Regions from separate parts of the Mus musculus genome. Here all the other regions are linked to region 3. A link is a contact called in public HiChIP or PLAC-seq data. All regions are on one chromosome and are shown on one strand. The core of a region is the stretch at or near the end of the contact, and the rest is flanking DNA. Distances in the headings are between cores, read along the strand shown. Region 1 overlaps Cda (cytidine deaminase). Region 2 overlaps Gm32549 (a long non-coding RNA gene). Region 3 holds the start of Mul1 (mitochondrial ubiquitin ligase activator of NFKB 1). Region 4 has its middle 50 kb from the start of Gm32549.

The links. HiChIP or PLAC-seq counts read pairs in DNA pulled down with a chosen protein or histone mark.
Region 1: an HNF4G HiChIP or PLAC-seq map of pancreatic cancer cells shows a contact between it and region 3. The contact joins the enhancer-like site here to the promoter of Mul1 in region 3. A contact is called at or near these places in 3 of 39 promoter capture datasets (embryonic stem cells and frontonasal cranial neural crest), 22 of 484 Hi-C or Micro-C datasets (3T3-L1-derived adipocytes, the AML12 cell line, the AtT-20 cell line and 17 more), 6 of 115 datasets of contacts at active chromatin or transcription factors (bone marrow-derived macrophages, embryonic forebrain, embryonic stem cells and 2 more) and 3 of 9 other capture datasets (adipose tissue, liver and pancreatic islet).
Region 2: an H3K27ac HiChIP or PLAC-seq map of embryonic stem cells shows a contact between it and region 3, with 6 read pairs. The contact joins the enhancer-like site here to the promoter of Mul1 in region 3. A contact is called at or near these places in 8 of 39 promoter capture datasets (the 3T3-L1 cell line, the C10 cell line, cranial neural crest and 5 more), 2 of 15 datasets of contacts at CTCF or cohesin (both in embryonic stem cells), 31 of 484 Hi-C or Micro-C datasets (the HL-1 cell line, the N1E-115 cell line, Sertoli cells and 7 more), 8 of 115 datasets of contacts at active chromatin or transcription factors (embryonic stem cells, epiblast stem cells and fibro-adipogenic progenitors) and 1 of 9 other capture datasets (pancreatic islet).
Region 4: a contact with region 3 is called in an HNF4G HiChIP or PLAC-seq map of pancreatic cancer cells. The contact joins the enhancer-like site here to the promoter of Mul1 in region 3. A contact is called at or near these places in 8 of 39 promoter capture datasets (the C10 cell line, HPC-7-derived erythroid cells, embryonic stem cells and 3 more), 1 of 15 datasets of contacts at CTCF or cohesin (embryonic stem cells), 76 of 484 Hi-C or Micro-C datasets (the 3T3-L1 cell line, 3T3-L1-derived adipocytes, the 63-12 cell line and 44 more), 27 of 115 datasets of contacts at active chromatin or transcription factors (CD8 T cells, acute myeloid leukemia, bone marrow-derived macrophages and 13 more) and 3 of 9 other capture datasets (adipose tissue, embryonic stem cells and liver).

What each region holds. Positions count from the first base shown.
Region 1 is chr4:138,343,698-138,346,665 of GRCm38.p6, forward strand. All of the region lies in intron 2 of Cda (cytidine deaminase), which reads right to left. Among named protein-coding and RNA genes, the nearest start is that of Pink1, 19 kb to the left of the region's middle. Within about 2 kb of position 1,359, at least 73 of the 459 cell types and tissues checked have an H3K27ac peak or open chromatin away from gene starts, as enhancers often do. A contact at or near this core is called in the NIH/3T3 cell line, adipose tissue, bone marrow-derived macrophages and 3 more, where this site is marked.
Region 2 is chr4:138,498,555-138,501,612 of GRCm38.p6, forward strand. Gm32549 (a long non-coding RNA gene) reads left to right here. Exons shown (of 4, transcript XR_390857.3): 2 at 98-136; 3 at 698-871. Among named protein-coding and RNA genes, the nearest start is that of Gm32549, 3.6 kb to the left of the region's middle. Within about 2 kb of position 1,482, at least 7 of the 459 cell types and tissues checked have an H3K27ac peak or open chromatin away from gene starts, as enhancers often do. A contact at or near this core is called in embryonic stem cells, where this site is marked.
Region 3 is chr4:138,433,399-138,436,269 of GRCm38.p6, forward strand. It overlaps Mul1 (mitochondrial ubiquitin ligase activator of NFKB 1), which reads left to right and starts at 1,274. Exons shown (of 4, transcript NM_026689.3): 1 at 1,274-1,481. The coding sequence starts at 1,362.
Region 4 is chr4:138,544,910-138,547,773 of GRCm38.p6, forward strand. No RefSeq gene overlaps it. Among named protein-coding and RNA genes, the nearest start is that of Gm32549, 50 kb to the left of the region's middle. Within about 2 kb of position 1,547, at least 10 of the 459 cell types and tissues checked have an H3K27ac peak or open chromatin away from gene starts, as enhancers often do. A contact at or near this core is called in pancreatic cancer cells, where this site is marked.

The DNA.
Region 1 (2,968 bases), core at 109-2,608, 90 kb before region 3:
CATGTGTCCTGGAGGCTGGGAAGACTGCTTGGCTTGGCGGCTGGCCACACTTCCGAAATCAAAGCCACGGCGGTAAAGCTACCTCATCAGTGAGCTCATAAATGTTTAAGGGGCCTTTAGCTTGTCTGTCACCACGCTCCAGGAGACAGGGATGAAGGAGAGCTTGTCTTTTGTAGGATGGCTGGACCCAGGAGGCATGACACAAAGCTAGATGATTTATTAAATAAAATGCCAAAAGAACACATGATAAAAGAGTAGTAAGCCGGCCACAGGAGTGAGACAATGTCTCGCACAGAAGGTGACACCAGCTGGTCGCCACAAGAAGAATAGAGTCATGCATTCCCATTTAGTGAAAAACTACTAGACCAGACATTTAACAAGCAGGGAATCAGGATAGCCGTTTCATTTTCAAGGTCATAGATTTGGTGAGATAAATAACAGAATGGCTATGGTGGGTGGGTAGAGAGATGGCTCTGTGATTAAGAGCACTTTCTGCTCTTCCAGGAGAACTGAGCACCTGTACGGTGGCTTACAAACACCTGTAACTCTGGCTTTAGAAGAGCTGAAGCCTTCTGTCCTCCATGGACACACACACAGACAACACACACACAGACAACACACACACATACACACACCATGTATATAAAAATGTTGGGGGGCTGGAGAGATGGCTCAATGGATAAGAGCACCCGACTGCTCTTCCGAAGGTCCAGAGTTCAAATCCCAGCAACCACATGGTGGCTCACAACCATCCGTAACAAGATCTGACTCCCTCTTCTGGAGTGTCTGAAGACAGCTATAGTGTACTTACATATAATAAATAAATAAATAAATAAATCTTAAAAAAAATAAATAAAAAATAAAAATGTTGGAGCCGGGCGGTGGTGGCGCACGCCTTTAATCCCAGCACTCAGGAGGCAGAGGCAGGCGGATTTCTGAGTTCCAGGACAGCCTGGTCTACAAAGTGAGTTCCAGGACAGCCAGGGCTATACAGAGAAACCCTGTCTCGAAAAACAAAAACAAATGTTGGTAAAAAGGAAGAAAGGGGGATGGACGAAAAAAGAAGACAGGCTCCGAAAGGCTCTGGGATAGAAGAATACCACGTATATGTATCAAAGAGAAGGATGGGCTGCTGGCATCCGAGGGAAACAGGAAGCAAGACACACGCTTCCAGCCAGGTTGCCTTCAAGAATTCAGGCACCTTTGTGCCATTGTCTGGCTCAGACAGAGGACAGGGATGATGTCCAGAGAGTGAAGATTTGGCTGTGGGGCCTTGGTGGCCACAATCCCTACCCTTCTGGGCCCACAGCTTGGGGACGGCTGGAAAAGAGCATGGGATTTGGGCCAACTTCCTGTTTGGCTCACTGTGTGGCTCTGAGTCATCTTAAGTCACCCAGGATCCTTCCTTTGTCTGTCACACGTGGGTCACACTGATACTGTCATCTACTTGGAAGGATTTCAACAAAATGACATAGCATGTCCCAAGGATGTAAAACTTTATTTTTGAGACAAAGTCTCATGTAGCCCAGGCTGGCCTCCAGCTTGCCACATAGCCGTGGATAACCTTGACCTCATGAGCCTCCGGCTTCTGTCTCCTGAGTTCCTGTATTACAGGCACGCACCGCCAGGCCTGGTTTTATGCAGTGCTGGGGATGGAAGCCAGGGCTTTATGCAGGCTAGGTAGGCATTCTTCCAGCTGAGCTAAGTCCCAACCCCAGGGGTTTTATAAGCCTCCGAGTGCTATATTGTTATTGCCGGGGCTAATTTCCGCACACCTTCCATGTGTGGCCTCTTCCATATTTTAATACTTTACTGCATACTATTTTATTTCATGCAGTGTGCTCTATGCCGTCTATAATTAATATTGCCACGCGCCAACAGCAGCTGTTGTGCCGTGTACTGTGTGCCTAGCGTGCTGAGCTCCCTGAAAAGCATTCTGCAGAGGCTGGCTCATTTCAGATGACTAATATTTATTGAGTACTTACTCCATGCCTGGCACTAGGAACTGCCACGGGTGCTAGGGGTGCTATAATGAACAAGACACACAAATTCACCATGGTCACGTCTTTATAGACTAAAGAGCCAAACTAACTAGCCAGCAACGGACCAAGTGGAGGCAGTTAATGATGGGACAGAGAGGCCAGGGGCTGTTTTTTGGATTCCATGATAATTGACTTGTATCCGAAGGTCCAATCAAAGAATGTTTCTGGCTGGGCAGTAGTGGCACACACCTTTAATCCCAGCACTTGGAAGGCAGAGGCAGGCAGATTTCTGAGTTCGAGGCCAGCCTGGTCTACAGAGTGATTTCCAAGACAGCCAGGGCTAAACAGAGAAACCCTGTCTCAAAAGAAACAAACAAACAAACAAAAGAATGTTTCTGTTTTACTCCACCCCCCTTCAAGACAGGGTTTCTCTGTGTAGCCTTGGCTGTCCTGGAACTCACTATGTAGATCAGGCTGGCCTTAAGCACACAGAGATCCACCTGCCTTTGGCTCCTGAGTGCTGGGATTAAAGGCATGCTCTATTGTGCCTGGCAAATCAAAAACTGGTTTTGCTCCAGGAAAAAGTGGGATTTTCCCTGAGAAGGCTTCCTGCTTCAGAAGAAACCCCATGGGAACCTGAGGGAATGGGGGCCACTCTGCAGGGCACTCACTCTATGAGTCAAGTAAACTGTGCAGTCTCTGGGTGACTGGTGTTACAAAGCTTAGCCTGTCTTATGTTTCATTTCTTTCTACTTGTATTGATCCAGGGCCTGCTCTCAGCCAGGCAGGTATGGAAAAGGAGCAACAGAGACCTCCAAGAAGTGTTACCCAGGGAACTCTGCCTCCCTTCCACAGCCGGTGAGACCCTATGTGATCTGCCCCTGTCATTTCCCTTCTTGGATATGGTGGCTCAAGTCAGAAGTCACCGGAGGACCAATCCTGCGTCCTACAAGGAAGCTGGATTCAGCCTTAGTTTCAACCACCCA
Region 2 (3,058 bases), core at 232-2,731, 65 kb after region 3:
AGGAGGGTGGGGCTGCTGGTCACATGGCAGGTGGAGTCTGGAAGGAAGAGGAGCAGATGCTGGGGTTTGGCTAGCTGTCTGCTTTTTATTCTTCCAGGTACCCCCAGCCTGGGGAATGGTGTCGGCCACTTTTAAGGTGAGCCTTCTCATCTCCGTTCACCTCCTAACCTCAATAATTCCTCCTGTCTGCCATGGACAAAGGTTCCTTTACCAGGGGATTCTGGGACCTACAAATAGACAACCCCATCCTCTCTGTATATCTGTCTGTTTGGGAATTAGCTATACAGAACTGGCTGGCCTTGAACTCTCACAGTATTAACAATTTCAAGCATTTAACATGCACATGCATGTTTATGTGAGCAGACGTGTGTGTGTGTGCTCTTGTATATATGTATAACCCAGAGGTCAGTTTGGGGCATCATTCCTCAGGGGCGATCCACCATGTTTTTTGAGGCAGAGTCTCTCCCTGGGACCTAGAGTTTTGTTTTTTTTTGTTTGTTTGTTTGTTTTTTTGTGGGGGGGGTAGCCTATTTGGCTACTCTGGCTGGCCATGGAGTCCCTGTCTCCACTTCCTCTTCCTTGGGATTTGAAGACTGTATACCATTGTGCCCAGTTTTTTAAACTGTGAGGTCTGGGGACTGAACTTGGGTCCTTGAGGAGTACAAATTGGACTGACAGAGCCATCTTTCCAATCCAGACGGCATGGAATGTTTGGACACCAGGGAAGAGGGAGAACTACCCAGAAGGCAGAGCTGACTGTGGGAGTTTGGAGGAAAGCTGTACTGGCCCAAGGGAGACTCAAAACCATGGAGCTGCAGGCAGGCATCTACTGTTGCTCCACAAGAAAGGATAGCGAAAGATGTAGTTTCCGGTAAGTGCACGTCACTATGGAATCCTTTTGATTAAGCGGTAGAAAAGAAAGAGATCCTTAGCCAGGCAGTGGTGGCACATGCCTTTAATACCAGCAGTTGGGAGGCAGAGGTAGGTAGAAATCTTGAGTTTGAGACCAGACTGGTTTATAGAATGAGTTCTAGGACAGCCATGGCTACACAGAGAAACCTTGTCTCAAAAAACCAGACAAACAATGCCCCCCCCCCAAAAAAACCCCAAAAGAGATCCCTCAGCTAGCTTCACCGGTAGAGTGGAGGGTCAGATGAGAACCTCACACACACCATCGTAGAGTGTCAAGACTGAGTACAGTGACTTAAGTAGGGCAGGACGCAGTTGGACCCAACCACCAAGTGTGCGCTTAAGATGGGCTTAGGCAAAAAGAGGGATTTGTTGATCCATGAAACTGATTTTAGGCATGGCTGGATCCAGGTGCTTGAACCATGCCCTCAGGCCGGCCTTGTTCTCCATGCAGGTCCTCTTTCCTGAAGCTTTTGTTCAAGTTTCAAGGGAAGCCCCCAGGTGTCCACCTGTATTGGCTCAGCTTGGGTCAGGTGCTCACGTTAGAGCCAATCCCTGCTGCTTGAGGGGATTTGGTGTTCTGATTGGTCAGCTCTGCGGTCCTTTTTCTGGGCAATCTGTGGCCTTAAAGAGCCAGACAAGGTGCAGGAATAACTTTGTCTGTGAGCTCACTCTGTGCACTTAGTGGGTGTGGCCGTGGTGGAGAGGCGGCAGCCCCAGCAGCAGCCAGAAAAGGGTAACGGTCAGGATCGTGGCTGATCTGAGATCTGCCAAAGTGGGTTCTCTCCAGTGACTGTGCGACACTTCCTGCTCCCTGACTTTCTATACTCGTGCAATTGCTAGCCCCATCCCACCCCATTCACCCTGAAATGTTCCCACCCTAATAACCTCCACTACCACCACCATGTCCTACCAGGCTGCAGGTACAGCGCCCTCAAGGACTCTGTTGCTGATCTCCATCCCAAGGCTCCTCCCCTCTCTACAGAGGAGACTGTGAGCTCTCTTAAAAGCCCTAGGCCAAGGGCCTGGAGCAATGGCTCAACTTCTAAGAGCGCTTGTGCAGAGGACCCAGGTTCAGTTCCCAGAACCTACATGTCACCTCACAACCAGCTGTAACTACTGTTCCAGGAGATCCAGCATTTCCAGTAGACACTGCGCGAGCGCGCGCGTGCGCGCGCGCACACACACTTACACACACACACACACACACACACACACTTACACACACACACACACACACTTACACACACACACACACACACACACACACACACACACACACACACACACACACACACACACACATACACACAGAGGCAAAACATCCACACATAGAATAAATATTAAGCCGGGCAGTGGTGGCACACGCCTTTAATCCCAGCACTCTGGAGGCAGAGGCAGGAGAATTTCTGAGTTCAAGGCCAGCCTGGTCTACAGAGAGAGTTCCAGGACAGCCAGGGCTACAAAGAGAAACCTTGACTCAAAAAACAAAAAAACAAAAATAACAAAAACAAAACTATATATATATATATCCAATAAAACCTTAGGTCAGTTGTCCTGGGAGTTTTCATCGGGGGCCTGAGGAGGTAGAATATGACGTGCAAGCATGAAATCCTGGCTCCATGTCCAGCTCTGAAACAGCTAGTGGCTCTCCGCTGTTCTCAAGATGAGACCCAAGCTGTGGACCCTTTCCCCTGTCCCTTCTCCCTATACACTCTGCACGTGGGCTTTTCCTTCCAGCCTTCAGACAGCATCCCTGACTCATCCCTGACGCCATCCCTTTGTATGTGCCATTGCATCTGCCCCAGCTTCTCATCTCTCTTCTGCTGGCTCATTTCCTGCTTTCAGTTGGATGTCTCCTGGCCATTCTTTTTGAGATAAAGGTCTCGTGAAGCCCAGGTTTGCCTCAACCTCTTGTAGGTAAGGATGACATTGAACTTTTAACCCTTCCACCTCCTCCTTCAGAGTCCTGGGATGACAGGTATTACCATGCCACTTTATGTGGAGCTGGGAATCCAAGATGCACTCTACAAACCGAGCCACATCCCCAGCTCCTTTGCATCTTCCACTGACCTCCAGAGCATCCCTCTCTGGGGAAGAGGAAATAAGGAAACAGGTTCTGAGAAGGAGGGGACTTAGCCAAGGCCAC
Region 3 (2,871 bases), core at 24-2,523:
GGACGAGTTCTCCAAAGGTCACCTGGGTTGAAGCCCATTATCATTTTTAGTTAAAGGTCTGAGTGTATTTATATTCTCCCCACCACTTGTTTTTTTGAGACAAGGCTTCTCTGTGTAGTCCCAACTGTACTAGAACTCGTTCTGTAGACCAGGCTGGCCTTGAACTCAGAGGTCTGCCTTCCTCTGCTTCCTGAGTGCTGGACTGTGTGTATTTCTTAACCGAAGCCTCAGTTTCCTCTCCTGAAACTCTACTGTGGCAGTGGTTGAATGCATCAAATGCTGGTCTGGAGTGACTGGGACGGAGCTAAGTGGAAGAACACTTGAAACCCTGGGTTTGGTCCCTAGATAGTGGAGTGAAACACAGGCCAGGCCTAAGAAATACGAACTACAGTACAAGGCATATAATAGTCACTCAATAAAAATATTTGCTGTTATTATTAAATAAGCAGTATGCTGTTTTGGGGGTGGCGTGGCAGTAGATTAAGAGCTATTTTCGCGATTCAACTGGTGTAGAATCAATTCAACTGGTGTAGTGGTTGAGGGCTTTGAAGCTGGACTAATTTTTCTCCAGCTCTCCTTTGCAGTATGGCTCCGACCATGTTCTCCATCCCCTCTGGCCCCAGTTTCTTTTTTCTTCTTCTTTCTTCTCTTCTTCTTCTTCCTCTTCCTCCTTCTTCTTCTTTTTTGGTTTTTCGAGACAGGGTTTCTCTGTATTGTCCTGGAACTTACTTTGTAGACCAGGCTGGCCTCGAACTCAGAAATCCGCCTGCCTCTGCCTCCCAAGTGCTGGGATTAAAGGTGTGCGTCACCACGCCGGGCTAGTTTCTTCATCTTTAAAAGCCAGGTTTCAAGGTTCTCCGATAGCTTAAAGCCTAACACTTCTTGGTGCTGAACACGCGTTTTACTCAGCTCCCCATCTGACGGCGGCGACATCAAATAATCCAGCAAGGGCTGGAGAAACAGACCAGTGAGTAAAGGTGCTTTGCCACCATGGCTAAGAACTTGAGTTCCATCCCAAGGACCCATAAAGTAGGAGAAACCGGGACGCTCAGATCGAGTCCTGCCCTCTATAGGTGCACCAAGGCACGCTCTCATAGGATAAATTAGATGTCATTTAACAATAACGGAGCAAGAACGTCTAGAAACCCGGAGGGAGAGCTCCCACGTGACCACAGCCAGCCCCACCGGTTTCCCAGGAGGCCGCAGTAACGTCGCAACCACCTAGGCAACGTCTTTGCTCCACCCCCGTCCTCCACTTCCGGTTTTTACGTCATCGACGGGCGACGGGTTCCGGGAAGGGCTGCGCGGCTGCGTAGGGGTCGCAGGTGATTTCGAGGCGGCTGGTGCGGCTTGGGGTCGCCATGGAGAGCGGTTCGCGACCGTCGCTCGGCCAGGTCATCCTGCTGGGCACCAGTTCGATGGTCACCGCCGTACTGTACTCCATATACCGGCAGAAGGCCCAGGTCGCGCAGGAACTCAAGGTCAGTGCGGGGGGTGGGGTGGGCAGCCCGGTCTCACTGGCAGCTCGCGCCGGGGCGCACCGGGGAGCCACAGGGCCCCAGACGACGCGCAGCCAGAGGGGATCCCGGGCACCTGCTGCAGCGAGGCTGCCCCCCCCCAGTGACCCTCAGTGTCACTGGACGTTATTGCAGTGCTGTAAAACTGTTTCTCGAAAACCTGCTGGGCACCAGGTAGTGAGAAAAACAGGCCATTGTCCTGGTGCACAGTGCATTCTAGGTCAACCACACGCCTACACGTAATTGGATCGTGTGATAGGGCGAGAATCGGGTTGGAGTAGGGCAGAGAAAAGCGGAAAGATAGGGAAACGGAGAGTTCCGTTCCTTTTGCTATAGTAAAATATCTGACAGAAAGCAGCTTAGGAGAGGGAGAAGGGTTATTTCGTTTGTAGTTTCAGGTTACCATTCATCATCGCGGGGAAGTCCAGGCCAGGAACTTGAGTCAGCTGCAAATCACGTCTGAGTCGAGAGAAACAACTATTAAACAGTCCAGAGCCCAGACCTAGAGAATGGTGTCAGTCACAACACAACAGCGAGTTTCCCCCCTTCAGTTAGAGCTATCAGGACAGTGTCTAAACAGCTATGCCTACACAGGCTGACTCAATATAGACAGTTCCTTGTTGAGACACTCTTTCCAAGTGATTCTAGATTATGGCCATTGACAGGGGGGCGTCGCCATTTTAAACAAGGTGATACTTGGGTCGGAGATGGAGGATGTGAAGATATGTAAGGCAGGGGTGATTCCAACGTGAAGAACAGCAAACTTAGAGGCTCATTTGGAGAACAGAGAACTTAAAGGCTCATCTATTTAACCGCTCCGCTCCAGGTTTCTACAGTCATTTCTTTGTATATTATAGTTACTTTAAAACTACATTCTCATTTGAGGGTTGCACTTAACAGCTCAGACGGCACATTTCCGTCTCTGTTTTATTTTTGTCTCCAGTCCCAGGTGATCTTTTGGCCTCTATTGGGTACCAGGCATGTATGTGATACACAGACATGCATGCAGGCAAAACCACCCATATAATAAAAAGTAATAAGGTAAAGATGTGAAAGGCCCTTGCTTTTGTGTTAGGACCCAGAGATAAAGCTGGGGTGGAGCGGAGCCCCCAGGGGTCTTCGCCCTCACTGGCTTGTCGCTGTTAATTTAGCTTTTGTAGTTGGCTTGTTGAGGACTGGTGGCTGAGGCTGGCTCTTATGGGTACCGTGGCACAGCTCTGCCTGGAACTCCAGCAACACGACACTTTTTGTCCTCCTTTCTTAGTTGACCGCCTTGCTCTGTGGCACCTGTCAAGCTGACGAACCTTGAAAGGGCGGGGGGATCATCTTCATCTCTCGGTTCTTACCTCAGCGT
Region 4 (2,864 bases), core at 297-2,796, 110 kb after region 3:
CAATTAGCTAACCCAGAGAAGAGCAGGAGAAGCAGTCGGGGGAATGATGGGAGGAGATGAATCAGGAGAACCCATGGAGGGAGACTGACAGTGCAGCTGTGGTATAGTGTGTGTGTGTGTGTGTGTGTGTGTGTGTGTGTGTATGTGTGTGTGTGTGTGTGTGTGTGTGAGAGAGAGAGAGAGAGAGAGAGAGAGAGAGAGAGAGAGAGAGAGAGAGAGAGAGAGAGAGAGAGCATGGTACTAGGTAGAGGCTGAGGGAGAAAATGAGGCCCACAGAAGGGATGAGAGAGTTCTCCTCGGGTCAGCTCTGGGAAGCAACAGCACTGAGAGTCTGACTGTGGCTCGCACCCCTTATACCAGTACTTTGGAGAATTCAGAGTTTGAGTATAGTCTGGGGGCTGCTTTCTGGTGAGACTGTCTCAAAAAAGAGAGAAGGAAGGAAGGAAGGGGGCTGCTTTCTGGTGAGACTGTCTCAAAAAAGAGAGAAGGAAGGAAGGAAGGACAGGGAGTCAGGCGGGCAGGCCCTATACTGGCTATTCTTGACGAGTTACAAGAACAATACAGCCTGTAGCTGCTGAGGGAGGGGGGCAGCAAGCTTCCCACTTCTCCCCCATGGTTCAGGGGTTCAGTTGCTCTGAGAACCCCTGAGCTGTTTCTCACCATCGAGGGGCACAATCGATCATGGCTACGAGAGCCACTTGCGTCTAGTTTTGATTCCTGTTATTGCCGTGTACAGGTGGGGTGGTGTTAGGCAGGTGACACATCTCCTCGAGCCTCTGGTCCGCCATCGGTAAAGGTGAAGCACGGGCTGTGCTTCCGACATGATAGGACTGCGCGTTCCACTTGAGATGCTCCAGGCTAACACCTGCTCAACACTTGGTTTCTGCCTGGATGCCTGGTGCCCTCATCTGTCAGAAGGAGGCTGGGCTTGATTCTGCTGGCCTCTGTGAGGTTAGAGAGATGGGATGAGCTTTGTCGTGGTGGGAATGCAGACCAGGGTCCTGGTACCCATCACGGTGCTCAGCAAGGAACAAGAGCAAAAGGAAAACCACTTGAAAGAGTAGGTTGAAAAGAAAAAGGATAACAGGAATAAGTTAGTGAGGAGAGATAAAGGGAGAAGGGCGGGAGCAGGGAAGAGAGGGGAAAATGGGAAGAAAAAGAGAAAGGAAAGACAGAGAGGCGACAGGTGAGGTAAGAAGATGAGGGAGGGAACCTTAGCTCACGTCTTCACGTCGACCCCTACTTCACAGTACCGACACCCCTCAAGTCTGCCTCCTCTCCCCTTCCTGCTCTCTCTCTCTCTCTCTCTCTCTCTCTCTCTCTCTCTCTCTCTCTCTCTCTCTCTCTCTCTCTCTCTCTCTCCCCAACATCACCCCACCAGGCCTTCAGAGCCTCTGGCTCTTACAAAATATTCACTGTTCTCTCGACTGTTCTGCTCTGCGCTGCGACTTAGGTGCCAAGAATGGCGGACTCATCAGAGGTAAAACATGTCTAACACGAGGCACCGTGGGGACTGACTCATCGCAGGATGCTCTTTGCCCCCGTGCTGGGGTGCCGGAGCTGGCTTCGCTGGCTGGGCTGAGTGTGCCCACATGCTCCTGGCTTTTGGCAGAGGGTGGTGGTAGTCCCACCCAGAGGTTCTGACTGCAGCAGAGGCTACATTGGTTTGGAAAATGGAGTGACAGCAGGGGATCAGAGAAGCCTTGGCTGAGGTGGAGGGACACGGCTTCTGGATGCTGAGGGAGGTGAGAGGTGGGCCAGCTGGCAGAGCTCTGGCTCCATTGAGAATTCTGGAGCCACCTATGGGCGGGTCCTCAGGCAAGGTCCAGGGGGTCTGGGGTGGGGAGGATTGGTACAGCTGTTGGGGAGGGAGAGGCAGACATTCCAGGGGAGTCAAGGCTGGCCAGGAAAGATGCACAGAGACATAGAGACAGAGGCATAGAGACAGAGACATAGGGACAGAGGCATAGAGACAGAGACATACAGACAGATGCACAGAGACAGAGACAGAGACATAGAGACAGACACATAGAGACAGATACACACATAGACAGACACACAGGGAGACAGAAACAGATACACCCATAGACAGACATAGACACACAGGGAGACACAGAGACGTACAGAGTGAGACAGACAGACAGACTCCCCCCACAGAAACACACATACGGGGGGGGGGTAACTTTTGTAGACTGAAAGGTAAATGCCAATCTCCAAGGAGTCAACCAACTGCTTTTTACTGCACACCTACTGTGTGCCAGGTCCCTAGGAACCTCAACGTATTCTGTTCTCACACTAGCCTTCTGCCAGAGACATCAGTACTATCCAGCGCCCCCTTCTGGCCTCCATAGGTACTAGCTACACATGTGGTGCACATGTAGCAAAACATCCAAGCGCATACAAATAAATAAAAATCTTAAACGTTCGTTAGAAAGCAGAGTTCAGGGAGGAAAAGTAGTGTTTAAGTCATGTATTTTTTCCCCCAGACAAACATTTATGTTCAGATTTAATTTTTTATAGTTTTGGGATTCCTGGGCATAGATACAGGCTAGGTCAGAGCAGAGCTGCATTGAGGAGGTGGTGGGTGCACAGAGGACTTGGGGTCCTGCCAGTGCATTCCACGGAGGATGGCAGCCTTCACAAAAGGCTGGCTGATGTTCCTGGCTTCTGGCAAAGGGTCATGATCTAAACCGGAGTTTCTGAGATGCCCTGTTGACCCTTTACCTCATGCTCAGAAGGGAGGTAGTTCTGTTGACCCCGCCCCGCCCCATGCTCAGAAGGGAGGTAGTTCTGTTGACCCCGCCCCCGCCCCATGCTCAGAAGGGAGGTAGTTCTGTTGACCCCGCCCCCGCCCCATGCTCAGA